7 separate regions of the Mus musculus genome follow, and regions 2, 3, 4, 5, 6 and 7 are each linked to region 1. A link is a contact called in public Hi-C and promoter capture Hi-C data. All regions are on one chromosome and are shown on one strand. Each heading gives the region's core, a stretch centred on a gene start, on an enhancer-like site or on the middle of the called end of the contact. The rest is flanking DNA. Distances are from core to core; before and after follow the strand shown. Region 1 holds the start of Bard1 (BRCA1 associated RING domain 1). Region 2 holds the start of Rpe (ribulose-5-phosphate-3-epimerase). Region 3 holds the start of Chpf (chondroitin polymerizing factor). Region 4 holds the start of Kansl1l (KAT8 regulatory NSL complex subunit 1-like). Region 5 holds the start of Acadl (acyl-Coenzyme A dehydrogenase, long-chain). Region 6 holds the start of Lancl1 (LanC (bacterial lantibiotic synthetase component C)-like 1). Region 7 holds the start of Arpc2 (actin related protein 2/3 complex, subunit 2).

What was found. Promoter capture Hi-C pulls out the DNA fragments that hold promoters and counts their contacts. Hi-C and Micro-C count contacts between places; a contact is called where the count stands out from the background.
Region 2: a contact with region 1 is called in a Hi-C map of erythroblasts, with 17 times the contacts expected there. The contact joins the promoter of Rpe here to the promoter of Bard1 in region 1. A contact is called at or near these places in 2 of 484 Hi-C or Micro-C datasets (CD4 T cells and erythroblasts).
Region 3: a promoter capture Hi-C map of pre-B cells shows a contact between it and region 1, with 3 times the contacts expected there. The contact joins the promoter of Chpf here to the promoter of Bard1 in region 1. A contact is called at or near these places in 1 of 39 promoter capture datasets (pre-B cells) and 1 of 484 Hi-C or Micro-C datasets (CD4 T cells).
Region 4: a contact with region 1 is called in a Hi-C map of CD8 T cells, with 11 times the contacts expected there. The contact joins the promoter of Kansl1l here to the promoter of Bard1 in region 1. A contact is called at or near these places in 3 of 39 promoter capture datasets (the C10 cell line and pre-B cells) and 4 of 484 Hi-C or Micro-C datasets (CD4 T cells, CD8 T cells and natural killer cells).
Region 5: a promoter capture Hi-C map of pre-B cells shows a contact between it and region 1. The contact joins the promoter of Acadl here to the promoter of Bard1 in region 1.
Region 6: a Hi-C map of CD8 T cells shows a contact between it and region 1, with 4 times the contacts expected there. The contact joins the promoter of Lancl1 here to the promoter of Bard1 in region 1. A contact is called at or near these places in 1 of 39 promoter capture datasets (pre-B cells) and 1 of 484 Hi-C or Micro-C datasets (CD8 T cells).
Region 7: a promoter capture Hi-C map of pre-B cells shows a contact between it and region 1, with 1.8 times the contacts expected there. The contact joins the promoter of Arpc2 here to the promoter of Bard1 in region 1. A contact is called at or near these places in 1 of 39 promoter capture datasets (pre-B cells) and 1 of 484 Hi-C or Micro-C datasets (the G1E-ER4 cell line).

Annotation. Positions count from the first base shown.
Region 1 is chr1:71,101,327-71,105,319 of GRCm38.p6, reverse strand. It overlaps Bard1 (BRCA1 associated RING domain 1), which reads left to right and starts at 2,348. Exons shown (of 11, transcript NM_007525.3): 1 at 2,348-2,652. The coding sequence starts at 2,513.
Region 2 is chr1:66,698,914-66,702,906 of GRCm38.p6, reverse strand. Rpe (ribulose-5-phosphate-3-epimerase) reads right to left here and starts at 2,076. Exons shown (of 6, transcript NM_025683.3): 1 at 1,879-2,076. The coding sequence starts at 2,000. Unc80 (unc-80, NALCN activator) reads right to left here. Exons shown (of 65, transcript NM_001368824.1): 65 at 3,757-3,993.
Region 3 is chr1:75,477,387-75,481,379 of GRCm38.p6, reverse strand. Chpf (chondroitin polymerizing factor) reads left to right here and starts at 1,909. Exons shown (of 4, transcript NM_001001566.3): 1 at 1,909-2,588; 2 at 3,562-3,993. The coding sequence starts at 2,275. Tmem198 (transmembrane protein 198) reads right to left here and starts at 1,848. Exons shown (of 5, transcript NM_177056.4): 1 at 1,495-1,848; 2 at 983-1,187. The coding sequence starts at 1,148.
Region 4 is chr1:66,815,506-66,819,498 of GRCm38.p6, reverse strand. It overlaps Kansl1l (KAT8 regulatory NSL complex subunit 1-like), which reads left to right and starts at 1,904. Exons shown (of 15, transcript NM_001122738.1): 1 at 1,904-2,125.
Region 5 is chr1:66,861,104-66,865,096 of GRCm38.p6, reverse strand. Acadl (acyl-Coenzyme A dehydrogenase, long-chain) reads left to right here and starts at 1,788. Exons shown (of 11, transcript NM_007381.4): 1 at 1,788-1,924. The coding sequence starts at 1,848.
Region 6 is chr1:67,036,809-67,040,801 of GRCm38.p6, reverse strand. It overlaps Lancl1 (LanC (bacterial lantibiotic synthetase component C)-like 1), which reads left to right and starts at 1,930. Exons shown (of 9, transcript NM_001190985.1): 1 at 1,930-2,307. The coding sequence starts at 2,227.
Region 7 is chr1:74,234,833-74,238,825 of GRCm38.p6, reverse strand. It overlaps Arpc2 (actin related protein 2/3 complex, subunit 2), which reads right to left and starts at 2,309. Exons shown (of 10, transcript NM_029711.2): 1 at 1,927-2,309. The coding sequence starts at 2,000.

The sequences.
Region 1 (3,993 bases), core at 1,099-3,598:
CCATCCTCAAAATCTCATATAAACCTAAGTGCTTTCATAAGTCCCTGCCTCCAAATGCTGTCTCATTAGGGGCTAGAGCTTCCATTCATGAACTTGGGGTGAAAGGAAATAAAACTTGAGACATGTGATTCATGTAATTTATGTCAAATAGCCCAAAGAGTTGTTTGTGAGCTTTGAAACCTGGGGCTGAGAACATAGCAGAATAGGCCAGGACATGCCCGGGTAGGCCCGTCGTCATATGTCCTGACTGTCCTAGTGCCTCCCTATCTCCCACCCTTCTGACAGTCTGTTGGTGTTTAAATGGACCAATCATGTGAAACCGAGCCAATTCCTCCCCCAGCCCCATCCCTTTTCTATAAAAACCCCTAGCTTCCAAGTGTCGGGGTCGAAACCACTGTCTCCTGAGTGAGATACGTTTTGAACCGGAGCTCTGCCATTATGACTCCACCATGTGGTCGACACCTCTGTCTCCTGCGGGAGATATGTGTTGGCCCGGAGCTCCGTCATTAAACTACCTCATGCTTTTACATCAAGATGGTCGTCTTTTCTTGATTCTTGGGTGCGCGCTGAACAAAAATTGAGTGGGGGTTTCCCCACTAGGTTCTTTCAGGGGCAGACACATTGGTTCAGTCCCACACTGAATTTAGCCTCAAGTTGTAGTATTCATAGGAGGCTTGAGTCAGATAATTAAGTGAAGCACTTGCGATATATAAGAGTCCAAGAACTCAAACTCTCAGCTCTATTTAGAGCTTTATATTACATGTCCACCCTGGTTCTATAAATGCTCATATAAATGTGCATGCTATGAACTGTGAGGTTAAAAGTACCTGAGAGACTCTACATTCAGGATCAGGAAAACCTTTCAAGCATTGATGTTTGAGCTGAGATCTGAAGGAGTACTGCCTAAGAGGAAAATTCCAGGTTCCAAAGTGAATCTTTGTGTAAAAGCCCAGAGGCAGCTGGACCTAGGCTTTTGATGAAGAAAAGCTCCACGGGAGAATAATGGCATGCTTTCCCAGGTTGGCATAGGCCTCATATCTCATCAAAGAAATAGCTTTAGAGTTTTATTTGTTTGTTTGTTTGTTTATTTATTTGAGATAGGGTTTGTCTTGACTGTCTCAGAACTCTGTTGACTAGGCTGGCTTTGAACTCAGAGATCCACCTGCTCTTCCCCCCCCCTCCCCCCATTTCCATGCCTCTAGTGCTGGGATTAAAGGACCTTCCAGGCCTTTCCACCTTTAGAGTTTAATCAGGGTAGTGCCAAGACTAATTTTGTGTTTGGTAATGTCTTGTATATCTTTAGTGAGGCCTAAGGATGGGAGGCAATCTAGGCAGATGTGTGGATTCCAGTAAGAAGGAACAACTTTAAGGTAAACAGAGGCAGCTGGGGCGGTTAAGCAGAGACAGAGAAATAAAAGGGGATATGCAAGAATGTGTTCATAGGTTGGAAGCTGTGGAGAGGGCGGGCTGTGCTTGCCCAGTGTTAATATTCAGATCCGCAGGAGGGTCTATGGATTTGGCTGGTAGAATACTTCTAGCATAAAGGAGGCTCTAAACTCAGTTCAGCACCATGTAAGCTGGGCGTGGTGGTGCATATCTGTAATCCCCTATCGCGCAGAGGTGGAGGATCGCAAACTGAGAAGTTCAAGGTCACCCTTAGCTTCACAGTTTAAGCTAGGTTGGCAAACAGACGCCGTTTCAAAAAAAAAAAAAAAAAAAAAATCCCCGGGGAGGGTAGACCCTCTAGCAAACAAAAACGTTTTATGCAGTTTATCATATTTTAAAAGCACACCAGAACTTCTAAGAGATGCCCTTGGTCGGATATTTACAGCTAGTTAAAAAGTGAAATTGAAACTTAGTATTTAGCGGATTCTTATATCCTACAGCAAGGAGAAAAAGAGAACTTTCTTATATAAAGGGTAGTACTTTTATTGTCATGGGAAAAGCTTGTCCAAGTTCAACAGTAGCTTGAATGCCACTCTTTGTAGATGGCTTCAGCGGCAAGCTCCTGAGGCTATGGGAGGGTTAGAATCCAACTTCTAGGTAAGCACAGTTTCAGTAAACTGAGAGGGGGTGGGAATGAAACCCATGGGGAGCCCCGCCTCTTTGAAGGCGTGGCCTGAGGCCCCGCCGCTCAGTTTCCCGCTCAGGAAGTTTGAGCGCGCTATACCCCGCCTCCTAGGGCCACAGGCCTAGGTGACTTCTCCCCACGCCTCCTCAACCCCGCGCCTTGGCACTTTGGTTTCCGCGGTCCGCCCTACACCTCCTGAGGGCGTGGCCTCTCAAGCCTCGCCTCTCCATTTCCGGAACTTGGACCGCATTACTAAAGCCCCGCCCTCAGGCCTTGAGGGCGTGGCCTAAAGCCGGGTCCTTCCATCTCTGAGTTTTACCGCGTTTCAGCCTCCGAGCCGGAGGCGTCCGACCAATTCAGAGACTCCGCACGCAGCAGGATCCGGCGGTGACCAGCGGGGTGCGGCGCTAGAGCAAACCTGACCTCCCCTCCTCTGTGGGAATGCCACGCCGGCCGCCGAGGGTCTGCTCTGGGAACCAGCCTGCTCCCGTGCCCGCCATGGAGCCGGCTACCGACGGGCTTTGGGCCCACAGCCGCGCGGCGCTTGCCCGCCTGGAGAAGCTGCTGCGCTGCTCCCGCTGGTAAGGACCGGCCTGGCGACCTAGTGTCGTCTGTCCCTCCGTGTCCCACTCCTGAGTTTTCTGAGTGGCTTCCCAGCCACCTGCAACGAAGATGACTCAAACGGCACTTTTCGAATTTTCGCGGGAGAACTGCCTTCGGGGCGTGGCTCAAAGCGCAGCTCGTTGGTCACTCCCCGAAGGTGACGCTCGGAGCTGAGCCGAGCTAGTGCTGCTGGGGTCCTGGAGTTCGGTCCTCTGGGAGCGTGGTCCCGTGGTTGCGTGCGGGGCACAACAGCCCCTGTGAGGCTGACCTTTTGGTCCTTTCTCTAGTAGCAGGCTCGGCGTGGGGAATGGGAGGCTAGGGACCTGGTGACCGGTAGTTTGGCGATGGCAGTTTGTTGAGCATCGCAATTTTAACTTAGTTAGATTATGGCCCTGTACCACTGATCCTCCAACATGCCCTCTCTTGGATTTTATTCAGTCTGAAATGCACTCCTAAGTGGTACTTTCTTACCTGAGGCTGTTTATCGAATACTACCAAGAAATATACTTCTTTCCCCTTTTTTCTCTTTGGCAGTAGCGAATGTTAAGCCTTCAGTCTTTACTACAAATACAGTGTTAACTGCAACTTTTTTTTTTTTTTTTAAAGTTAACTGGCAACAAACTTTGCACTTACGTTAAATTATTCTTTTTTTTTTTTTTTTTTTTTTTTTTTTACAAACTCTTAGTATTTGAAAGAATGGCATTGTATTTCTTAGGAGAGTGGCGATTCTGTTAACATGAACACGTTCTGAGTTCTGCTTGTGTTTTCCTAAAGCATACGGATCATCCTGGGTGTAGACATACATCGGAAACTCAACTTCTAGTTGCAGTAGCAGGCCAGTGATGACGCACATGTTGGATCTCAATCTGTGGGTCGCGACCACTGGGACACACATTTAGGTCTTAGGAACGGAGACCCAGCTTAGTAGCAAAATTACAGTTATGAAGTAGCAAAGAAAAGAATGGTATGGTTTAGGGTCACCACAACGTTTGGAACTATATTGAAGGGGTTGTAGCATCAGGGAAGGTTGAGACCCAACCACTGCTTTAAATAGTTGAACCACAGTTAAACTCAGATGGAAACACATATTCTTCCACTTAGAATGTGTCAGACCACATGAGTTCAGGTTCCAGCCACATCTTTGGTCTTCTCTGTACCTCAGTAATAATGGTTTGCTCATTCACATATTAATTTGCTAATATTGAGATTTGATAATAAACATGTAATGAATACATACCAAACAGTGTTCCGAGTATGGAGAGCCCATTCGTGAGCAAAGCTTCCTTCCCAATGTTTCTGTAACCCTGCCTCAGGGATCC
Region 2 (3,993 bases), core at 827-3,326, 4.4 Mb after region 1:
TCTACTATTACTAAGCAATGATAACATGCTTTAATGTCTCTTATCAAGGAAAGTCAGATCCTGCTCTTGGAAAGTTTACAGTACACCAGGAGAGAGAGACATAGCAATATACCTTACTCTTCACGATAACATATTAACCTCAAAGAGTACCTGGACAGCCCACAGAGCCCTGGCCCTACACAAAGGACCAGATATCTAAGGAATTCTGAGAGCAGGAGACACAGTCTCATCCAATACCAAATGGCCAGCTCTGAAAATATACACACAAGTGGCATTATACAGACTGAGCAGGTCAAATTTATGTATTTAGGGATATATGTGTGTCTGTATTTTTACATATGTATTTAATAATATTTTAAAAGGTCATGGTTTTGAAAAAGAGCAAGGAGGTATAGGGTCTGTGTGAGGGTTTGTGGGAGGAAAGAGAAGGGGGAATGATTTAGTTATATTATATAGAATCTCAAAAACTAGACACGTTTAAAAATAAGGTTAAAAAAGCTGGGCACACTCAGGAGGCAGAAGCAGGTGAGGCAAGCCTGGTCTACAGCAACATTTGTATTAGCAAAGTGAAAGCACTGGTGTCCACCCCTCCCCTCTGCATCAAGCAGGCTCATTACACCTGCAGTCTGTGCCATGCTAGGACCCCTACATTTTCTCAGGCATCGAAATCAACACCATCTCTGGGGTACACATTCCAGCCGGTCAAGGGCTTTCAAGTAAGTGTTAAGAAAAATGAGATTTAACCACGGAGAGCCAAAAGAAACAAAACTGCTATGGACAAAACAGCAGTGATGTTAAAAAGAATTAGTGTAACTGAGTGTGGGGACCCGTGCCCATAATCCCAGCATTTGGGAAGCTGAGGCAAGATTTTGAGTTTGAGGCCAGTTAAGATTTATACAGACCTTGTCTCAAAAAAACCAGAAAGAACAGCAAAACCTCCAACAAGAAACGAAACTGATGTAAATAACACATATTTGCCAATGTGACTGAGGGCAAACAGATTTTGCTTATTTGAAATAAATTTATTTTTCTATCTCACTCCCAAGGTCTTTTATAATTTTATGTAAACTTTCGGTGGGAAATGCTAGTCAAAAAGCCAAGAAGATTCAAGTTCCAAGTCTGTCACAATCTTCTGTAATCTTGAGCAAGTCCTCCAGCCTCCTTTGGGTCTAGGTTTGTTTCCTCACTTTAGAACCAACTTAGGAAACTTGTACCCTGATTCTGAGCATTATAACTACAGTGCTTAAAAATTACTTACAAAAAAACTGACCTCCCTGAAGAGCAGGGTGCCTGAAGAGAAAATAGACAGGAAAATCAGAATTCGAATGGGTTATTCGATACAACTAACAACTGCAGAGAATCTGTTACACGCCAGGCACTGGACTTGCTCGTTTCAAGTTCCCCAAGACGCGGAAGCGTTCTATGATCAATAATCCTTCCATTTTCCTCACACTGAACCCGAGTCCCAATCAAGGCTGAAGCGGCTTGCCTAAGACAAGTCGGCAAGTGGTCGAACTCCGGAAGCCCATCCAGGTGTCAAGCTGAGGCTGTCTGCCGGCTTTGTCGAGAACTAGTTAGTTATCTGAGTTCGATCGAGCAAGTCGCGCCTGTCCCGTTGGGCCTCAGTTTCTCTACGAGTTCACCAGAGGAAGATCCTGAACACTGGAGGTGGCTCCCGGGTCCTATCACCACAGGTTACGGGGTGGCGGGGAAAGGACCGGGCCCCAAAGTCAGCCAGGGCCGGCTCGGTGCCCTCGGCAGCGCGCTTGGCCAGGCAGCCCGTCGTCGCACAGGGGCGCCGTGCACCCAACAGGCGCTCGCTGAGGTGCAGCGACGCCGACCCGCGCGGCCAGCCCGCCCCGAGCCCCGCGGAGTTACCCGTCCATTACATCCAGGTGCAGGTAGTCGGCCCCCGAGTCCAGCATGCGCAGGCACTCGGCCCCCAGGTTGGCCAGGTCGCTGTTGAGGATGGACGGGCCGATCTTGCAGCCCGACGCCATGGTGCCGGTTCCCTAGAGCGAGTGAGCCCACGAGAGCCCGGGCCAGCCAAGACTCCGTCCCGATTGGGCGCGCCGCACTGGCTCCGCCCCCTCCCACCTCGCACTCTCTTCCGGACTCTGCCGGAAGCAGCTGCCCTGCGGCGAGGAAGTCCCGCCTCCTCCTGGGGGGGGGGCGTCAGCTGGCTGGCTAGGGGCGGAGCCAGGTGCAGAGCTTCTGCCTTCTGTCTTGGATTTCCAAGGATCTTCTGGCTTCTTTTCCTTTTGAAAGGGAAAATAGTTTATTGAGTACAATGTAAGAAGTTCTACGGGTTGATCAGCTAGACTACCACCTACAATGTAGGAAATTTGTTTTTATTTTTTTCTCTGTTTCATACACGTATAGCATATATTGTGATCATATTCAACCCCATTACCCTTTCTTACCCCAGCCACTCCTCCTGACCCCTTCTTCCCAATTAACTCCTCTCCTACTTAAATAACTTCACCTCACGTGTCTGTAGGTTTTGTGCAGGGAGCCACAGTTGCTTATGCAATCATTAATTGCAGCATTCCGTTGAACTTCCCCCACCCTCTGTCTCTTACAGTCCTCTCTTCTGAGATGTTCCTTAGTCAAGCTGCTGATAACTGGTGACTGCTGAGTACTCAGTGTAGGAATTTTTGCAGTAGCTGAAAGTATAACGTAAAAACAAAATTCTAGGCCTTTAGGCCCAGGCATGGGAATGTGACCTCTGTGACTTAATGATGCTAATCATAAAACAGATAGCGACATTCCTCCACCCACCCGCTTCCTGGGTTCAAAGAGTGTTCATTCAAAGAAAGTCACCCTGACCATTGCTATGCAAATGTGCTATTGTTAGGGGCTCTTAGAAACTGTCTTGAGAGATAACTGGAACAATTACCAGGTATTCCTTGTGACTCTTGTGACTTTGCACTTCCTTGGGACTCTTAACTGGTATCTTTGGTATTTTCCAACAAAGCCCTCCCCACTTCCTTGAGTTGTGGTTTCTTCCTTTAAATACCTCCTTACCCAGCTAATCGGTGTGCCACAGACCTCTACCCCTGCGTGGTGTATGACCGTGGGCCCGAGAGCCCTCTTGAATAAGTTTGCAGTAAGACCGTTTCTTGTGTGATTTGGGGTGTCGCCTCTCCTGAGTCAGAACGTGGGGGAGTCCTCACGTTGTGGGTCTTTCATAGCCAGTCTGATAGAGTTGCTATCCAGCCATAATTCTTGAAATGGATAAGTGGCGTAATGTCAAACGTATCCAGAGTCTGGGCCAGGAAAAAATGAAAAGGTACATGAAGATACACGTGGATAGAACAAGAGCAATTCCTAAAGAACAAGGATAGGGCTCTCATAGTTTTATTAAAAGCATGCTGGTAATTTAGATGCCATGGTTTCTGCAGGGGACACAGTTAGAAGACAATAGTCTTTAATATTCTGACTTGGGGATATACCAGCATTCCGGGTCATAATCCGGGCAGTGAAGTCAATTTGGCTTGCTGTCTTCCATATCTACATTTTGCTTTATTTTGAAAGATAGAAGATGAGAAACAGAAGTAGGTAGGTATCAAATATGGCGGTAGAGGGACTGGGGGTGTTTACCCATTAGTGACTTTAAGCTAAAAATGGCTTTAGGCTTCCACTTTAGAGTGGAAGTCTGAAGAACAAGAGATGAAGGAAGGCACAGACCAGGTCTTGAAAAATGATCCTGAATGAGCTATCCCATTCCCAATGGAAAGAAGTGAAATTAGAGCACATTAAATGATCTTAGATTTATTTTATTATATGTGCATATTCAAACACAGAAATCATTAGCTTTCATAAATATCTTTCATAAACATCTCAGTATTTATTCAGATGCATTTTCCATGCTCTTTGGTCATTCAGTATTCATAACAGACTTTATAGTCATCTGAAGGAAGTTGGCTGTGTAGTCAATCCTTTGTCTTCACCTACAAAATGGCTAATAAAGGACTTTAATCCCATGGTCAC
Region 3 (3,993 bases), core at 660-3,159, 4.4 Mb before region 1:
TCTAACACACTTCTGGCAAACCACCCCAGCCTCTCTGCCCAAACTGGTTCTGATACATATAATCTTGAAGGCTGCCTTTGGGTCCCTACTCATAGAAGGCTCTCTCCACTGTGAAGTTCTGTAACTTCCTGAAGAATCCACTGGGCGTTTATTTACTCAAAGCTGACACTAGCCCATAGGTCACCTTTGTGAAAATGAGAAAAAGGCATACTGTTTTGTAGAGAAGCCAGCCTTGGTCCAAGACCTTGAGAGTTGTCAAATGGACCCCCACACACCTGTTCGACTGAGCGGCAGTTAGTGCTCACCCACCCAACCTCACTGAACTATGTAATCCATGCTGGCCTTGAGCCTCCCTTCCCTTGCTTTGGCTTCCTGGATGCTGGGATTACAGGCATACCACGCCCTCCCCCATACAACTCTTCACAGTAACCATTCTTATGGGAATCTGCCTTGTAGGCGATCTCCATTTGTATGACTACCATCCAGCCCACTCTGATATGTATCACAAGTGTGAATATTCCAGGTCTCGCCCCCACCATGCAATATGCCCTGTGGTAAGGAACCATGCTAAGAGTTTTTATTATTTTATTTTAGTCTGCTTATCCTAAGTGATCCAAACATATCTTCGCTACGATAGTCATTATTCTTTGACCACCTACTAATTCTTGTCTATATGAGACAAACACTGTTGTCTTTGTCCAAGTGAAAAAGCTGAGACCCAGGTTAACATGCCCATTACATCACAGTGACTAACATACAGAGCCCGGTTCAAACTCAAAGAGCCTAATTCAAAACCTGCTCTCTGTAGAATCTAGAGTCAATGATCTACAAATATACTTGTGATCAGCAAGAGAATGATACCGCCATGAGGGTGGGGTGGGGGTGGGGGTGGGATGGGGTGGAAATGATTCTCGAGACACCAGAAAAAGGAACTTTAGGGAAACAGTAGAAGGCCACAGGTGAGGAACGAGGGGGATCTCACCAAAGAAGCAGTAGACGACTCCAAACAAACAGCACATGATGCAGACGAGGGCCGGCAGTGCCTGATACCTGCGCTCCAGAGGCTGTTCACAAGGTGCACCCCAGAAGGTGTCATCCGGCTCCGGGGGCAGCAGCTGAAACCGCAGAGTTTCCATAGTACCCGGCATAGCGCCGGGAATGGAAGGGGGTCACCCTCCCAGGACAACCTGACAGGGAGGAAATTGGGGTCAAGAGTCAGTTGTGGGTCTCCACTACAATAACAGTGCGAGTGGGGGAATTCAGCAAGGGCACAGTGGACAAAGGAATGGTTGCCCACATCAGGCAGCTCTAGAAGCATCTCTGGAACGGGGAGCAGAGACAAAGGGAAACAAGTGCCTGGCTAGAGGCGGCTGGGATGGACTTAAAAGAGGGACTAGATGGGGCTAGACGAGGAGAGGGAGGGTGCCGCTGGCAAAAAGAGGCAGCCTGAGCACCATCTGTGGGAGGCTCAATTTGGAATTGTCCAAGATCTACCTGGGCCGGAGGTGACCGGAGCTTCCGAGCAAAGGAGGGTGTGCAGGGGCCGGAGGAGCCGGGGTTGTAGGACACCAGAGGCTCTGACTGACTGGGGTCCGGGCAAAGTCTGCCGTGCGAAGGGGGCTGCTGGGCCGGAGAGACGGGTCTCTGTGCGACGGCGTCGTCGCCCCACCTCCGACACCGGCTGGCACTGCAGCTCCACAGACTCGCGCCCGGCTCGGGGAAGGGAAAGGAGCAGGAGCTCGGGCTGTCCCGGAGCCGCGGCCCCATGCCCTGAGCCCGCTGGCGGCCTTTGGTGCTGATGGACAGCTCCGGCCTCTGCTCCTGACGTCACTCAGGGTGCACCATCCTGGCAGGGGCGGGCTGCTTCTGACGTCATCCGGGACGCACCAACCACGCAGGGGGGAGACAGGGGACTCCGCCCCCGGCGTCTGCCTCTCCGGCGCTGAGGAGGGGGCACTTCCGGGGGTCCTTCCCCTTTAACCTCCTCCCCTTCGTCCCTCTCCGCTAGCTGACGGCTAGACCCCACCTCGGGGGCGGGGCCCTGTCGGTGACACGTCGGACAGCGGCCGCCTTGGAGGCCCGGGCGCGCAGTGCTGCTCTAAGGGCGGCCGACCCGCCCGGGGATTCCGGGCTTGAGCTCCTACCTCTGCTCGGCGGGGAGGGAGCGGGCCCGCCTGCTGGGCCTGGGCCCTCCGGATCCGCCCCCTCTTCGGTCCCGCCCCCTCGGAGCCGCCTCGGGCTACGCGGGGGCCGGGGACCCGCTGTCGGGACGCCATGCGGGCGTCGCTGCTGCTGTCCGTGCTGCGGCCCGCGGGGCCCGTGGCCGTGGGCATCTCTCTGGGCTTCACCCTGAGCCTGCTCAGCGTCACCTGGGTGGAGGAGCCTTGCGGACCCGGGCCGCCCCAACCCGGAGACTCTGAGCTGCCGCCGCGCGGCAACACCAACGCGGCGCGCCGGCCCAACTCGGTGCAGCCCGGATCCGAGCGCGAGAGGCCCGGGGCCGGCGCAGGCACCGGTGAGAGCTGGGAGCCTCGTGTCTTGCCCTACCATCCCGCGCAGCCAGGCCAGGCCACCAAGAAGGCCGTCAGGTACTGATCCACTCCGTCCGCCCTAACACCCCCCCCCCCCCCCCCGCAGGCACCAGCCAGGATGCGCGCGCTAGGGAGGCCGCCAGAGGCCGGGTCAGGCTCCGGAAGGAAGGGGCCGGCCGGCCAGGAAGTCCTTGGGCCTCGATTACTTCCTATGACCCTGCTTGCAGGGAGACAGAGGGCCAGTTTGAAGCTTTTTCTGGATCCCGTCCGGATCTGAGCTGAGCTAAACCGACTCCACCCAATTATACTCCAAAGACCCTCTTAGCCCCCCACTGGTCTGTTTAGGATTAGAAAAATGAGTGTTAAAGAGGATAAGTGTATAAAGAGGGGGAAAGAAAAAGGAGGGAACTGGAATTTACCTGTATTTCATTCCTAGATGGGTTTCAAGGGCCACCTTGGGATGAGATGGGAGAGGGAGGAATGTACTCATCACATTGATGTCTCTGCCCACGCATTGAAGTAATTTCTTCTAAGTAACAGTGAATTCCAGTTGTACAACTTACCTTCTACCTTAGGAAGGTGAGTCACTGCCTTAGTTTGCCCCTCTCCAAAAGACATTCTCTACACCACTATGCCGTATGCTTCTACACATCATTTATAGGACATATTGGGGGGGCGGGGCTGACAGCATATTCATGTTGCAGGGAGCATCTGCAACAGTGTGCCAAGCATGTTACTGTTTAAGTGCAATCTGTCCCATTTTACAGATGGCACCGATTAAGTAACATGTTCAGGGACACAGCCACTAGGTTGTGAAATCTGGAAGTAGATCTAGTGTATCTCTTACCTGCATCTGCCTTGGAAGTGCTGTCTCCTAGATGCAACACTTTCTGTGAGACCAGTATATCACTTAAATCATGTCTCGTGGGAGAGACAGTCTTATCCTCCCGTTCGTGGGTGCCAAACAGGTCCAGAGGAGAACTAACAAGTGAAGCTGTGTGCTATCTTGTTCCTAACTGTCTTTTCCCAGAACTCGGTATATCAGCACGGAGCTGGGCATCAGGCAGAAGCTTCTGGTGGCAGTGCTGACCTCACAAGCCACGTTGCCTACACTGGGTGTGGCTGTAAACCGAACTCTGGGACACCGACTGGAGCATGTAGTGTTCCTGACCGGTGCGAGGGGCCGCCGGACACCTTCAGGCATGGCGGTGGTGGCACTGGGCGAAGAGAGGCCCATCGGACACCTGCACCTGGCGCTGCGCCACCTGCTGGAGCAACACGGCGATGACTTTGACTGGTTTTTCCTAGTGCCTGATGCCACCTATACTGAAGCGCATGGACTGGACCGCCTAGCTGGCCACCTCAGCCTTGCTTCAGCAACCCATCTCTATCTTGGCCGGCCGCAGGACTTCATCGGTGGAGATACTACCCCAGGCCGCTACTGCCACGGGGGCTTTGGAGT
Region 4 (3,993 bases), core at 655-3,154, 4.3 Mb after region 1:
CCCTGCTGCTCTGTCCCCCTTATGAGTATAAATATCACCACAAAATATGTTTTCAGTACACATTTGGTTAACTTACAAGGATTTTGCTTTGGTAATAAGCAATTACTTCACAGGGACAAAGTAACCTTTTTTTTTTTGTTTTTGTTTTGTTTTTTTGGAGACAGGGTTTCTCTGTATGTATAGCCCTGGCTGTCCTGGAACTCACTTTGTAGACTAGGCAGGCCTCGAACTCAGAAATCCACCTGCCTCTGCCTCCCAGGTGCTGGCATTAAAGGCGTGCACCACCACACCTGGCTTGACAAAGTAACCTGTAGGCTCCATAATTACCCCAGCTTTAAATTTGAATTCCTTGTCAGTCATTACTCTGCTAGATACTGAGTGTAGGGCCTCCTTCACCCATGCTAGGCAAGCGCCCTCTCTTGTCTATGATTTAACAATGTAAGAGACAGTGTTGTTTTCTGCTCCAATAGTTGGATGCATATCATCTCCACCTAAGGGTACTGCTTTCTAAGTTATTCATGCCTTCCTCCCATTTTTTTTTTTTTTGTGAAGCCTTTAAAATGAATGCCCAGGTGAATACAGGATCTTAGAACTGCTTGATCACCGTTGACTTCTCAAACGGCTATACATCCACTGTGCAGTTTTGTTTTGGGTTTAGACACAGTCTCAGTATGTCGCTATGATTATCCTGGACCTAACCACTAGACTAGGCTGGCCCACCTGTGCCTGGGATTAAAGGTTTGTACCATCACTCCAGACCCTACCACATTCTTTAAGTGTTTTACCCATCCCTTTAAATATGACAAATATCCAGTGTTTACTTTTTCCTCCAACACACTGTTAGTCCATGATTTTTAATTGAATGAAGGCAAATCTATTTTCTGGACTGCCCATCCTTGACCCATATTGAGCAATTATTGTTCTGAGTAATTTTTATAACCATTTTCCCTACTGTAGGCAGTTTATCATAAAAATTATTTCAGCTATTTATTCATGTACTAGAAAAAGAAAGAACAGTTAATTTTCCAACTCTGGTAATGTCTTAAGTATTGCTTCTTTATGACTTCAATTCTATACACTCCTGCCTGTAAGCCCTTCCAAATAAATAAGGTAGAAGTGATATATCGATCTAAAAATTCTAGTGCCTTTTCACTTCCTACAGCATTCTAGTGAAAATCTGCTTAGCAAAGCGTCTAATCTATTATCTAAGGAGCTATATTTAGGCTATCGTTTTTTTCTCAAGCATCAAGTTCAAGCCTGGGGAAATGCCCGGGTGCGTTTAACGGTGGTGAGCTGCGAGCTGCGAGCTGGGCCAGGTGCAAGACTCGCTCGCAGAGATGTTTCTGTCTCTAGCCAACTGTTTCCATTAAAATCCCGCTGGTCTGCGCTACCTCAGAGTTAACTGCAGAGCTCCTTAATCATAAGCTAACTCAAATGTATCCATGGCAGGTCTGCCACCTATTTTAAGGTCCTCAGAGGTCCGACAGAGCATGACTCGGGATCGAGCCTCTGGGACCCATAGAAGCAAAAGGTTGGAGCGTTGAGGGCTGCTTAACCCTCGGCCTGGCCAGGACGGCCCTGCCCGCCCGGAGTTTCCAGGTCTTATTTTCCTGTAACAGACCTAAAGAAACCGCAGCGCCCCGCAGCACGGCCGGCGGGGTGACTTTTGCGGGCTGGCACCGGGGTGGAGAGAGCGCGGGACAACGGCGGCGCGGAACGCACTGGGAGCCGGCAGAGTTCGGCCACCGCGCTCAGGCTGCTTTCAGAACGCTCCCAGCGGCTTCCGCGGGCCCCGCCCCCGCCGGGGTTTCCCCGCCGCCCGTCTCATTTGCATGGCGCGCCCCTCCCCCGCTGCCATTGGCCGGCGCCGGGCCCCGCCCTCCCCCACTCCCCTCCCTCCGCCGTAGGGTTCCGTCCCCCGAGCGCCCGGAGCTGCGGGCAGCGGGCGGACTGTTAAACCGCGGCGGCGGCGTCAGCCGGGGCGGGAGCGGGGCGCGCTCTGGAGACGAGTCGGCGGCGCCCCGGGTGGGGGGAGGCGGGCGGACAGCTAGAGATCGCCTCGGCGGCCCCCACCACGGCCGGACCGAAGGTGCGGCGGCGGAGGGCAGCCAGGGCGCCCCAGCAGGCGAGTGGCCGGCGTCGCAGCGGCGGGCTGAGGGGGGTGGGTCTCCTCGGCGGGGGACGGCGGCGGCGCGGGGCGGGAAAGAGCGGAGAAGACCGCCGGGTGGACTCGCGGGCTCGGCGTCCGCCGGGCAGCCCCCTTTGCACCCCGAACCCTGCTTGCCGTTGGACTGCGGGCCCCGGCACAAGACCGTGCTTTGGGGCAGGGGTCGGACCGCAGCCAAATTTAAACGGCTAAACCTAACAGCCTTGGCAGACACGGCGGGGAGGGGAGGGCGGGGCAGGGGGCGGGCCTGGATTCGAGTCACGTGGGGATGGGGCGGGGCTTGGCAGGCCTCCCTTTTGTTTTGGCTGGCGCGTGCGCAGAAGGCGGAACACGTGGTTTTTCTTGGGCACGCCCTCTCCCTCCCCCCCCCCCCGCCCCCCGCAAGGCTGGAGCAGCGGCGCCTGTCCTGGGGGTGTGGGGCGCTCTGTGGGAAGCTTTCCGTAACGCTGAGCTTGGCTGGCCAGCGGCGACATTAATTTCTTCTTATTTGGGGCCGTTATGGATTTGGCCTTTAGAATTGTTTGGGGTGGAAGGGAGTGTTGTGGTTTATTGAAAGGTAACCGGTCCGAGTTGGTGTTGCTGCTTGTGCCCAAGAGGGGAGAGGGCTAGCTTTAAAAAAAGAAACAGCGTTTGGTAAGGAGAAATAAATGCAGGACGGTGTTGTGTGGTCCCAAATCGGGGAAGGAGCTGTTGGGATCTGCCTTGCGAGGAGCGGGCGCTGCGTGGGCGTCCTCGGTACCCCCGCAGAAGGCGCGGTGGCGGTTCCCTGTCCTCGCTGTTCCCATCGCGGGTTCCCGGGAGACTGGAGTTGTGGGAGTCACCTTCTGGCTTTGATTCCCCCAGCTTGGACGCAGAATGTGCCGGAGAGACTAAGAAAGATTGGCCGCCGCCGCCGCCTTTAATAGTTTAACTTTGTGTTTGTAGAAAGGTTTTTAAATCCTGATTGGATAGGGCAAGTTTGATAGCAACATAACTTCCCCGAAACTGTTCCTGAGCACAGCTGGCAAAACAGGCAGGATTTGAGGGTAGAAGTAGTTCTAAAAATAATTCGACAGTGGAGGGGGAAAAGCGCAGGTGTGGAACGCAGACTGTTTAGTAATGCCGGGGGTTGATTTCTGCGGTTTCCAGAGAGCTAACTAGCCGTTTCCTTGGGCAAGTCACAGCCTTGCTGATACATCTGTTTCCTCTGGAAAACCGTTTCGTAATACAGTTCCTGCCTTAAAAGAGTGTAATGAAGATCACGTGCCTTGTGTTAGTGAGCATAAATCACCACGTAATGTGGTGGTGTAACATAACGTCAGTTTTTAACAAAGCTAGCATATTTTTGGAATTTTAAGAATAAGCCGTGAAGTAAGATATTTGATTTTCGCCAGATCTGTTGCACTTTTTGTGTTGTTTCTGGCCATGTAACCAGGCTGGCCTCCGGACTTGCTGTGTAATCCAGGTCCCCTTTAGAGCTGACCTAGGAACGTGTGCCTAACTGCTGTAACTTTAAGTTTCTCTTCACGGTTTGAAAGATCACTGTCAAGGTCTGCTATCACTTCTTATCTATGTATAATTTTCCCTAAAACTGGAGAGCATGCGTTTTCAGTTAATTTAAAAGTAGAAATATTAAATATTCTCTGAAAAACGATTTTAATAACTGCTTAACATTTTCATCATTTGAGTATATTTTTAGTTTTTCCTATTGGCAGATGTTTGGGGTTTTTCTAATATTTTGTGTAAATTATTACACAAGTCTTTGAAATAGTATACTCCCCTTTCCCCATTAGATTTATAGGAGTCTGAGCCGGTTTTTAAAGTTTTTATGCTCTTGTGACACCCCA
Region 5 (3,993 bases), core at 539-3,038, 4.2 Mb after region 1:
TTGCAGACATAAATTTGCACTATACTCTCTGCTAAGGTCTTGCCCAGAGATTATCTCCCTCTTGGCCTGGATTTCCTACTTTCCAACATAAACTTTCCAGTTAGACAGGTTCCTTTGCCCATCGATTCCTTTCTTCCATCTGGAGAGCTTTCCTGATTTCCCCATCACATCTTTTTCCTAATTTTCTTTTAATGCTCAAGTTTAGGCTGCCATTGACATTTCAATAACTAAAAGCATGCCCTTCCTTCGTCATCGTGGCAAATGTCAGAAGCCCTACTTACTCAGATACTAAGGCAGGAGGATTGTTTAAATGTGCAGAAGTTTGGGACAGTTGTCTGCGCAATACAAAGAAACCCTGCCTCATACCCTCTAAAAAGGCATGCCTGTAGAACTCTCAAGCAATATGTGTAATACTCCTACAAGAGAAATATGGCTCAAAGGGGTTTGTGAAATCCTGGTTATTGTTCAACCTTTCATATCATTAGAATACAGCTGATCCTACACTTACAAGCTTGTTTCTTATATGTATGTGTAAGGCCTGAGTCCGATCCCCAGGAATAAGTGTACACACACACACACACACACACACACACACACACACACACACACTACTTGTTTGTTTTTATTTTATAAAAGGAAACAATAACTTCATGATAAACCAGATGAACAGGATCTTAAACAAACGTGCCTCCAGTTAGCCTTAGCAAGAATGCAACAGAGCAAGGACACACACCATTTGCATTAATTCTGCCACTAGGAAACCCGGGGAAAAAAAAAAAAAGACAAAACAAACAGCCCCACCCCCAACCAGATCAAGTTACTCCTAGAAAATAAACGACTCTTCTGAGCATTTGTAAACATAGCCCTAGGGAAGCAGAAAGACAGGTAGATCACTACCAAACCGGCTAGCCAAATCTATAAACTCCAGGTTCAGTGAGAAACCTGGAGGGCAATTGATGAAGACATCTGATAGGAACTTCTGGACTCCACATGAGTGCACGACAGACAGACGACACACATGAATGAAATGTAATCTAAAATTATTTTTTTAAATAAAAAAAGACTATGTTTTCCAGATTGTTGGTGCCGTGAAACCCTAAAGCTTTTCTTTGAAACATTTCTGTATGTCCTACTCAGTGGGCTGTCAGTAGTTGATTGCTAACACAAAATGTCTTTCACTTTCACTATTTCAGATTCCGTAACTGTTGTTATTAGAAAGGCCCCCTTGCCTCCTTAGAAATCGATGTAATGTACACATTCTTTAGAGTTCAAAACCTGTCAGGCATTTCCCATTACAAATCATCAAATCCATAAACCCAAATAATACATGTCCTTGAATTGAACCAAAACAACAACAAAAAAAGGAAACAACCATATGCGAGTTCAAGTACTATTGGAGAATTGAACCAATTGTTATTCCGTTATCAAATATACTTACTTATTTATTTTCAAAGAGTAGCTACAAACGTTTGCAAGGAAAAAAACAAAACCAAAACAAACAAAAAACCCAAACCAAATCAGCACAATCCTTTACAGTGAGTACTCATACATTTATCGACATTCAGAGAGCTTTCCGAAGTTAGAAAATTAACTCCATGCACCTTTCAGTGCGGGGGTGGGACGACTCTCCAGGGAACCCTCGCTCAGCCCTGCAGCCGGGAGGGGAGGGCGCACGGGGCGTCGCGCAGAGCCTGGCGCAGACCCCGCCCGAGCTGGCGGCACCGCCCTGCGGCCCGCAGTTGGCTGTCCCCGAGGCCCGCCCCACCGTCCCGCCGTCCGGCCGCCCCTCTGTCCGCCTGCCCCCGCCGCGGAGCCCGCCAGTCCCGTCCGCCGCCGTCCATCCCGCCATGGCTGCGCGCCTGCTCCTCCGCTCCCTGCGCGTCCTGAGCGCCCGCTCGGCGCCACGCCCGCTGCCCTCCGCCCGGTGAGTGCGGGTACAGCCTGGGGTACCGGCAGCCGGGGCGGCGGAGCTCTGGGGATGGGGTGTGACGCGCTACGGTCAAGCCGGGGCGACGCGGCCGGAGGAAGGGACCGGGCCTTCTCTCCGGAACCCGGGGCTGCCCGCTGTGGCGTGGAGAACTCGGGGTGTCCCCACCACGGTCCGCCGCGCCCCAAAAGGCAAGGCAACCCCTAATGCTCGCTCCAGGCCTGGGCCCCGCCCCACGTCCTACAGTGTCCCGTGAACTGACTTTGAAAGTGTTGTCCCAGCTTTAGCGGGAGCGATCACCCCCTGGGCGCTCTGCCACCGAGTAGTGCGACCTTTAGCCCAGTTGGAACGGAGACTGGGGACTGCCACCTGACAGTGAACTTGGGACTTGGTGTGCGGAGGCGGGGACCGGAAGACCAGAGCAACTTCAATCATCCCGACTCAGGCGTCCAGGCGTAGGCCCCATCTGATAAATTAGTTGTACACTTATTACTAAATCCTTAAACTAATTAAATGTAGAGGGATTAATGGGCAGCTCCCAAGAGCTTTAGAGACTTTTGGGGGTGTTTATACTGAGATCAAGTTTTACCTGTCTAAAAATCCATTCCTTGGATAAAGCAGACTGGAAGTGTAAAGCTTTGTTAATTATGGTGGCAGGACATTTAAATGAGCTAATTAGCACATTGTTGCGAAGTACAATACAGTGCTGTGGTAAAGCTTATCCATCCGGAGGAGACTTGGGAAAGTTCCGAGGACTTTAAGATAGGAATGCTTTTCTATTCTCCGGAGGAAGTGATGTTCTGACGCTCTTAAAATTAGAGCACCCTGAAGATGAACAGAGACACCTGCATCGGTGGCAAAGGACAGGCCAGCTGACTCATTGCTGGATGCTGCGAAAGGGTGTGTTCCTATTGTTCTAGCTTTTCTTATTTCTTTTTATGTTAATAATATTTCTGTATTTTTTTAATTAGAGAACCCCCCAAATGATCTTATTTTGATTCAAGTGTGGGAAGAAGCTCTGCCTTACAGAGGATTATTGGAGAATGGTCAGTGAGCCAGGAGCTATAGTTTTATCGTCACGGGTTTCTTAAAGGGTTATGAGTATAATGGCCAACGATCCAGTTGAAAGGCAGTCTGAGTCAGCATTTATGGAGCGAGGCCTAGGCTGAGCCCAAGAACGTTTACATCCAGCTGCCAGGGCCTGAGTGTGCCAATGGGTCATTTCATTTAGTCTGACTTTTTTTTATGTAAATGAGGCTTTAAAGCGGTGGCCCAGGCCTGTAATTCCCCCTCCACACACACTGGAGGCAGAGGCCAGGGGATCATGATGAATTTGAAGCTTCCTTGGAGCTGCTTAGTGAGACCCTGACTTAAAAGACAGAGAAAACAACGGACACTAGCCTGAAGGCTATTGATTTGTTCAGTACAGGTGTCTCCAAACTGAAAATTGATGTTTCACCAAACTTAACTGCCAAGTAAATGATAGCAGGAAAGTGTTTATTTATGCATTTCTTTTTTCTGTAGTTAGAAATATTACATTTTTTTTCTTAGCATATTATAGGGTGTACCATTTTAAGACCCAGACAGATTTACACACAAGTTCTCTACTTTATAGTGATAAACAATTCCACCTGAATCTCAGAAGCCTGGTATTCTAATCTCAGCGTTGCTTTTACACGGAGGACAAATATATACTTTAAAATGCTTACCTCATAGCAATAAATTGAAAGCAGTCATCTCAGTTATTAGGGATAAAATAAACTTTGTTGTGATCTGAGAAACCACCTGCAGGTCTTGTGCCTGGTTTTCTCTGACCTTTAAAGCTTGGATAGCAGTTTGGTGTCTCTGGTGACCGGTGTGACCTCACTGTAGGAAGTAATCACTAGGATTTGGCCTGTTCCTCTTCCCAGTTGCTTTCTCTTCCTAGTGTTTGTGGTTCAAGATGTGAGCTCTCGGCTTCTTGCCTGAGCCCTCTGTTTATTGTCATGCCTTCTGGCCCCAATGGTAGTAGACCCTTATCCCTCTGTAGCTGTAAGCCCAAGCAAACCCTTTCTTCCATGGCTATG
Region 6 (3,993 bases), core at 681-3,180, 4.1 Mb after region 1:
GTTTTTCAGCCACCAGCATGCTGCTTTCAAACTTCCAGACTTCCTCCATCCTGTGCTCCCCCCTACCCCTACCCCTGCCCTCCTGCCCCATCCTCCATCTTCCTGTCCACAGTCATCTGGTCAAGCATCATTGTCTGGTTAAGGTGAGTGTTCCACTATGCTCCCCCGAGTCGTTCCTTCCATACATCGTTAGTGTATTTAGGTATCACAGGAACTTCAATTGCTCATGGAAAGCCTGTGAGGGGACATCATGACACTGGGCTTGCAATAATAACATAATATGATTACAATAATACAATTATTATAAAATGCCTCTCACTCCTTTCCTTTCGTCTCTTCTGAGATGCTCCTCCACACCTCCATGTTTTCAGCTTCATAGTCACTAAAGACCTCTACTAACTCTGCATGAATATGCTGTGAGAACGGAACTAATGAATTTTCTGGGAGAACAAATGTTATTATAAAAAAACAAAAACAAACAAACAAACAAAAAAACCCCAGAACTTTTATGTTAGTCTAAAGCAACTTCTCAGGAGAGAACTGGGGTCAACATGATGAAGAGGGGGTTCAGGGGGAGCAGGAGGCCAGGAGTGGGTGTCTGAAGTATGTGCCCCTTAATCAAGAGAAAGGTGAAACGAACTGACATTTTATGATTTTTATTTTATTCATTCTGTCTCTCTCCTTCTCTTCTCCCCTCCCCTCTCCCTCCTTCCCTCTTTCCCTCCTGTGTGTGTGTGTGTGTGTGTGTGTGTGTGTGTGTGTGTGTGTGTGTGTGTGTGTGTTTGGGGTCGGGGTGTTTATGGACACCAGAAGACAGCATTGAATCAGCTGGAATTATGCTGATTGTAAGCAGCTCAAGGGTGCTGGGAATCAAACTCTGGACCTCCTGGAGAGCAGCAGGAGCTCTCAGCCCCTAGGCATCTCTCCTGCCCTTGACAGATGTGAACTAGACCCCCTATATTCTTTGAACAGAGAGGTCCCAATGCATCCCGGGTAGGATTTAATTTCCAACATAAAATTTTCAAACAAGAAGACTGTAAACACTGAAATGGCTCTCCAATCTTTGTCCTTTTTTTTTTTTTTTTTTAAGGGTTCAATATGTAGTATCAGAGTCTAATTTAGGCTACTGAGCGGACTAAATTTCCTAAGGGTTCTTTTGAGTTTTTGCATAGTTTCCCTGATGTTTTTATCATTTGGTGCCTTGCCCACACCCTCCTGAGCACCTTGAAGTAAAAAATGTCCCCAAAGTAGTTAGCATATTCTGTTTTTTGTAATGGTAGTGTGTTGGAGCTCACAGAGTCTGGTGGGGTTTGTTTGTTCTTTGAAACAGGGTTTCTGGTTTCTCAATAAAACTCTGGCTGTCCTGGAACTTACTCTGTAGACTAAGCTGACATTGAACTCAGAGATCTGCCTCCCTCTGCCTGGTCTTCCAAATGCTGAAATTAAAGTCTTGAACCACCACCACCACCAAACCCACGTGGCCAGCCAGGTGGTGGTGGTTGGGTTTGTTGTTTCCGTCACTGTCATTTCTGTGTCTCTTTTTCCCTCCTTTTAGAAACGTAATTAGAAGATGTAAAGGCAAACACACCCCCTACCCCCACCCCCTACACACACCAATTTCATTTTGTCAGTTAAGACTTCAGTGTGTAATTTCAGTTTGTAGTTAAGACTTCGGTGTGTAGACTTGAAAACGGTCCTTTCCCTTTGCAGGGAAAGGGGACTTCGAACTCCTGGAATCTAGAACTGAACTTTCTTTAACAAGGTGTTTATAAACGAGTGTCGGAAACCTGGAGCCCCACCACCGCTGCCCACCGGGAAAGCATCAGAAAGTGCGTTGTGTCTTTAAGAACTTGAAGGTGGGAGGCGGGCCTCTGCCTTCTCGTGCCCGTTGATTGGCCAGGCCTACAGGAAGTGGGCGGTAAACGCGCCGCATCTGTTATTGTCGCCGCTGCGCGGTTTGCGGAGCCGCTGGAGAGGCGTGCGGGTTCCATCATCTCCGTGTGCTCCCCACTCGTGGGCGTGGGACGTGGGTGAACAACGGGCTCCCTTCCTCCCGCGGGGCTCCGAGCAGCGGCCGCTGTCCCGCGCGCTTGCGGAGCGGCTGCCAGCCGGGGACCGCTCGGAGGGAAGGGGCTGTCAAAGGGCCTTCAGTCGCGTCCCAACCCCAGGTCCCAGCCCCCCTTGAGATCTCTCTTTCCCCTGTTCTGCAGGTTCGCTTGCGGCGTCATGGCTCAGAGGGCCTTTCCGAATCCTTATGCCGATTATAACAAGTCGCTGGCCGAAAACTACTTTGATTCTACTGGGAGGGTGAGTTGAGGCTTGCCTACCTACCCTCTCTCCCCCAGCTCCAGGGCTCCGAAGGACATCACTTCTGCCTAGATGATGGGGACGCCCATCTGTCCCCCGCCAAAGATGTGTGATTAGATCAGACTTACATAAGTATCTAAGTTGGGATACACTGCGTCCTAACATATTGGATAGAGAATAAAACCCATTGTCAACATCACTAACAGTGATGTCAGTTATAAAAATTGTCTTCCAAGTTCACTCCCTAAGTGGCATTAAGGGAGATGAGGAGCCAAGTTGTCTTCATAGGTGCCATGTTTTTCATTAGTGAGTGTGCGCAAGTTAGGACAGAGTCATGAGTGCAAACTAGAGCGTGGAGAGGACCACGTTAAAGGCATGGTGCTGACAGAAATGTATCCAACAGGCCCAAAATCATTTGTGATTTTACCATTTTTCGAAGCCTATAAAGCTGAGAGCGGTGAGCCAACGATTAGAAAAACCATTTGTACTTACACTGGTTTGCCCACCACCAGGCACTTAGAGAGGAGAGCCTGGAGGTGTGGCACCAGGGACCTGTTTTCTCATGCCTTCTGGGGAGTAGGATTATTATTATTGGAATAGAAACCTGGTTTTTGAGCCCTGAGAGAGAAACTAAAAAGTGTGCACTCACTGTGTAGCCCAGGCTGACCTTGAAATCACTATCCTCCTGCCTCAGCCTCCCCAGCACTGGGCGTAAAAGTGTATGCCAGTGGCCATACATTTTATCAACTTGTTTCTTTGAAATGCTATGACTGTGCAAAAAAAAGAAAGAAAGAAAGAAAGAAAGAAAGAAAGAAAGAAAGAAAGAAAGAAAGAAAGAAAGAAAGAAAAAAAGAAAAAAAGAAAAAAGAAAAGTGTTTTTAGGTAGCTGTGAAGAGTTCACAAATATGTCTGGCTTATGTGGTGTCAGCTCACCCCTGAAAACACCTTAGTTGGTCATGCAGTAGCAGGGAGGGACAGTGGAGGTGCAGTGTGGAAGGGTATCAAAGTGTATGGCCTCCTGGGACAAAGCTTTGTGTAATTGGAGCCCCAGGGTCCTTCTTGTCATCATGAGGGCCTGTGTTCTGCCTACCTCAGCAGATCTGAAGGTTTGAGTCAGTCCTGTGATCAGAGGGAGAGAGGAAGGTGTGCCTGCCACTTTGTGCTGACTTGGCAGAAGTGTCCTAATGATGGAACTTCAGTCTTAGGCTGTAGGATGCTCAGTTTACACAGTTAATTCTTATTCTTCTTATTATTATTATTATCTTTAGTTATTACCTTTTATTGCTTCAAAAAATTAATTTATACACTTCATGTGGGTGATGTGCAAGCCTGTACATGTTACGGCTGTGTAGAGTCCTTTCTTGCCTTGCCTTGTCGAGGCGCAGTCTATTTCTGCTACTATGCGGTGTACTCCAGGCTAGCTGGCCCACAGCCTGGGTGACTCTGCTCTCTGCCTGACATTTAGCTGTAGGAGCACTGGCATTAACATGTGTGTTGCTACATGCAGCTTTCTACATGCTCTGAGATCATGGCTGGGTAGTCATGTTTCACAACTAATACTTTTGTGTGCTGACACGTCTTGGCCTGCTTTCTTTGGGTTTTTGAAACGCTAACTAAAGCCCACACTGGCTGGCCTTTAGCTCCAAGTAATCTTCTTGCCTCAGCCTCCTGAGTACTAATACTATA
Region 7 (3,993 bases), core at 1,060-3,559, 3.1 Mb before region 1:
CTTGCAACAGGGTAGACCAGGCTGGCCTTGCTCTCCTGGTCCTCCTGCTTCCACTTCCCAAGCACTGGGATTACAAGCACATCACACCCAGTCTGGCCTGCCTTTTTCTTTTTTCTTTGATACAAAGTCTCACTAGGGCCTAGAACTTTTGTTCCTCCTGTCTCCTATGAGCTCCTGAAAGCTGGAGTTACAGTTGAATGTGCTTGGACTACAGGCATAGACCACCAACCACAGAACTTTAAGGAGAGTTTTCTAAAAGAAAAAGGGCTACAGAAAGTTCTGAATAATGGGTCACATCTTAGAATCAAGTTATTAATAAGTAAGTGTGAAAGTCCTCCTCCATTTAAAGGCATGCCTCCACTTGAACACACACAGCCATTTATCTTGTAGATCAGCTTGTAACCACCCAGGACTCATTCTTTGCTAGTCAAGACTTGAGAATGTATGTATTAAGATCAGCAGTGAAAATGCAGAAGTTATTTTAACTTCCTCCTTTGTGCTACACTAATTAAAAAAAAAAAAAAGCACGCACCCCCCTCACCCACAGTAAGTGCCCTGTGTTGACTAACTCCAAAACTCAAAATGCAAAGAAGCTGCAGACAAGAAACAAGTGAGGTGCACAAATGCTCAACTGCAGTCCAGGGCAGGAAACAGCATGACACTGAATGCACCAATTCAAGGAATGTCCCATTTTGTTTTGCAGGTAAAATCTGTAACCTTACAAAAGAGACGGAGCAGACAATGTATTCCGAGTAAGTAGTGGGTTCATGCTTTCGATGTCTGTGAACCACAAGTTCATTACAAATGCTTAGAATTAAAGGGGGAGAATGAATGAATTCCCCCTCTCCCAGTCCTCTTCCCTCTGTGGATCGGCAAGCACTTTCCTATTTCTAGTTCCTAGTTCACAGAAAACAGCCTGCACTTATTTCCTAACTGTGAAACCAAAATGTGAAGCCCCACCTTTACCAATGAGGAAATGAGGCAAAGGAATGGCCACAGGCCACCATAAATTAGAACCTAAAACCCAATTCCTCTGCTCAGGTTTTAAATATATTAGAGAGGCAACGCGGCTTTAAGGGAGGAGTTTGCTTTTTTGTGTATGACAGAGAGGGCTGGAAATACGTCCCATATATTAAGATGCTGATGTTATAAATGGTTATCTTAAGAACTTTATAGATTCTGGGAGCAGAAGCAGCTATTAACCCAGTCGGCATTACTACAGAAGAAATCAAAGACCGGGGTCTTTGATAAGAATTTAAGACACACAACCAATAAGTAAATAGAGCAAGCTTGTCTCGAGAGCTAAAGAGAGTGTGGATGGAGAACCGTTGGCTTTGCCTAAAGGATATATAACAAAATGGCTAGTTTCACAGTAGGTTAGAGATTTTTTTTACCCCCCTAGCAGCCTGGGTCTGCTTTCAGTCTTGCCTCCTGCTTTTCCTGGGGTCTCGAGAGATGGGGGTGGGGAAGCAGAATGCTGGTGGCGATCTGGGCCTACACGTTCTTCCCACCTCGCCCTGGGAATTCCTGAAAACTCCATTCAATCCAGCTTCCCCAAAAGGGTCTCTCTGGGTTCGGTACAATGACGGAAAAGACAGAGGGAAGTGCACCCCTCTCTTCCCCCCTGAGGACCGTAGGCTCTCGGGCGTGACTTCTGGCCTCGGCTGCCCTCACGTCCTACAGGTCTCCTGTTCTCTGGCACGCCTTGCCCCTGTCCTCTCGCTGCTTCCGCATCCCTATCTCAGCCTCTCCCCACGCATCTCAGGCCCTCGGCTCACCGCGCCCCGTGGCTTCCCACGTCCATCCTGCCAGGGAAACCCTGAAGCCGCGCCAGGTTCCCGATTTGTCCCCCTCTAGGGCTGGGGAGCTGGACGCCACCCGGGATTTAGCTGGGGTCAACTCGGCCTCCTCCCGGCGTGCGCTTACCCGGCGGCCGCGTTCTCGAACTTGAGCGCGAGCGTCTCCTCGATGATGCGGTTGTTCACCTCCAGCAGGATCATGGCGGCGGCTGCCCCGGGCAGGGGAAGGAGAAACAAGGGCGGTGAGGGTGGGCAATCGAGGGTAGGACGGAGGGAGCGGCCCCGCTGCCCCTGACGAGGGGGGCTGGGTGCGGTAGGTGAGGGGAGAAGGGGACGGGGAGCGGGGTGGGGAGAGGCGGACACACGCGCTGGCCCGGCACGCGCTGCCTGTAGCAGGCAGCCACCACCCGACCGACCTGGCCCCCGAAGCTTCAACCCGCCTGCCGAGCCGCCGCCGCCTCCGCCGCCGCCTTACTTGACGATCCCGGTCCCCGCCCAGCCCCCGGCTCCAGCCGGCCACTTCCGCTCTCACACCCACTTCCGCTCGCCGCCCGCACGCGCGGCCCCGCGGCGCCATTTCCGCTTCGACCTCGCGCGTGCACTCGCCCGCAAGCGCGTCCCGGTGAGGAGGCAGGCAGAGGGCATGCGTGCGCATGCGCCACACGCCGCCCCGCTCCTCCTGACCAGGAGAGTCCTACGCTCACCTGTCATTCCCCGTTGTCCGTACAATCCACCTGCCCCTTTCGCGAATATTCCAGAAGCCTGATTCCACCCTTCCGATATTATTTCAGAAGCCCCCTTAAGAAGCTTGTTTGGGGTGGGGGGGATCCCTTGCTTCCAACTTGTGGGTGCTTTTTGCTCATTCCGTGCTTAGGGCTACCCTGCAGCACCGTTGTGCCTATTCTTCGCCAGCGACTGTTTAGTGGCCATCTCTCCTTCCCAGGGATACAGTGATTAATGCAATAGATGAGGACTTGACCTTCTAAAGCTTATGGTCTGCTAAAAGAAACGCAATAAAAGCCCGGCGTGGTGGCGCACGCCTTTAATCCCAGCACTCAGGAGGCAGAGGCAAGCCTGGTCTACAAAGTGAGTTCCAGGACAGCCAGGGCTATACAGAGAAACCCTGTCTCGAAAAACCAAAACCAAAAAAAAAAAAAAAACAAAAACAAAAAACCAACAACAACAAAAACGCAATAAATTCCACGTTGTTATTGGGCAATAAAGGAAAGGAATCCAGATGGGCCTTAGGGATTCCTGTCATACCTTTATTTCTTTGCTTAAGTGCCGCCACCGCCACCTGTCCTTTCAGCTTGGGTACCATGTTTCCACTTTTTTCTCTTCCAGGAACAATTTTAATTAAGCCTCTTCTCCATGCAATAAAAAAAAAAATTTTGTTTGATATTGATCAGAGGACACCTTTTGGTAGTCAGTTCCCTTCTCTCTCCAACACATGGATCCTGAGAATTGAACTCAGGTCATCGGGCTTAACAACAGGCACAACTTGCTGAGCCACGCCCTGGCCCTGTTTGTCCAGATTTTTGAAAGAGGGACTTGCTCTGTAGCTCTGGCTAGCCTTGAACATGTATTGGTGTCTCCAAGTTCTGGGATTCTCAGTTCACACCAATATGCCTTTCTTACTTCATTTCAGTTGTCTCTAAAAAAATCTTTTTTGCTGCTTGTGGTGAGGCATACTTTTAATCCTAGCACTCGGGAGGTGGAGACAGGCAGATTTCTGTGTGTTCCAGGCCAGTCTGTTCTACACAGCAAGTTCCAAGCAAGCCAGAACTGCATGGTGAGACCTTGTCTCTTGTCTCAAAGCAAATGAACAAATATGGAATTCTAAGATTTATTATTATAGGGAGAGTACATGTGCATCGTGGTTGTTGAGTGGAGGCTGGAGGACAGCTTTTGGACATTGGTTATCTTCTTCCACTGTGGAATCCTGGGATGAAAGTCAGGTCATCAGCCTTGCCTAGCAAGTACTTTACCTGCTGAGCCATCTCTCAAACCCCAAAGCACAAATGTGTATGCTAAGCAATAGAGTCCCACTAGCTTTGCTAAAGATGACACCTACGACGTGTCTAATCTTTGCCTGAGTTATTATTTTTTTTTCAAGAAGTTGACAACAGCATCGTCTTTCTCACACTGAGGCCATAGGCCCCTCAGGTTTAGGCAGGTTTCTGACAGCTGACCT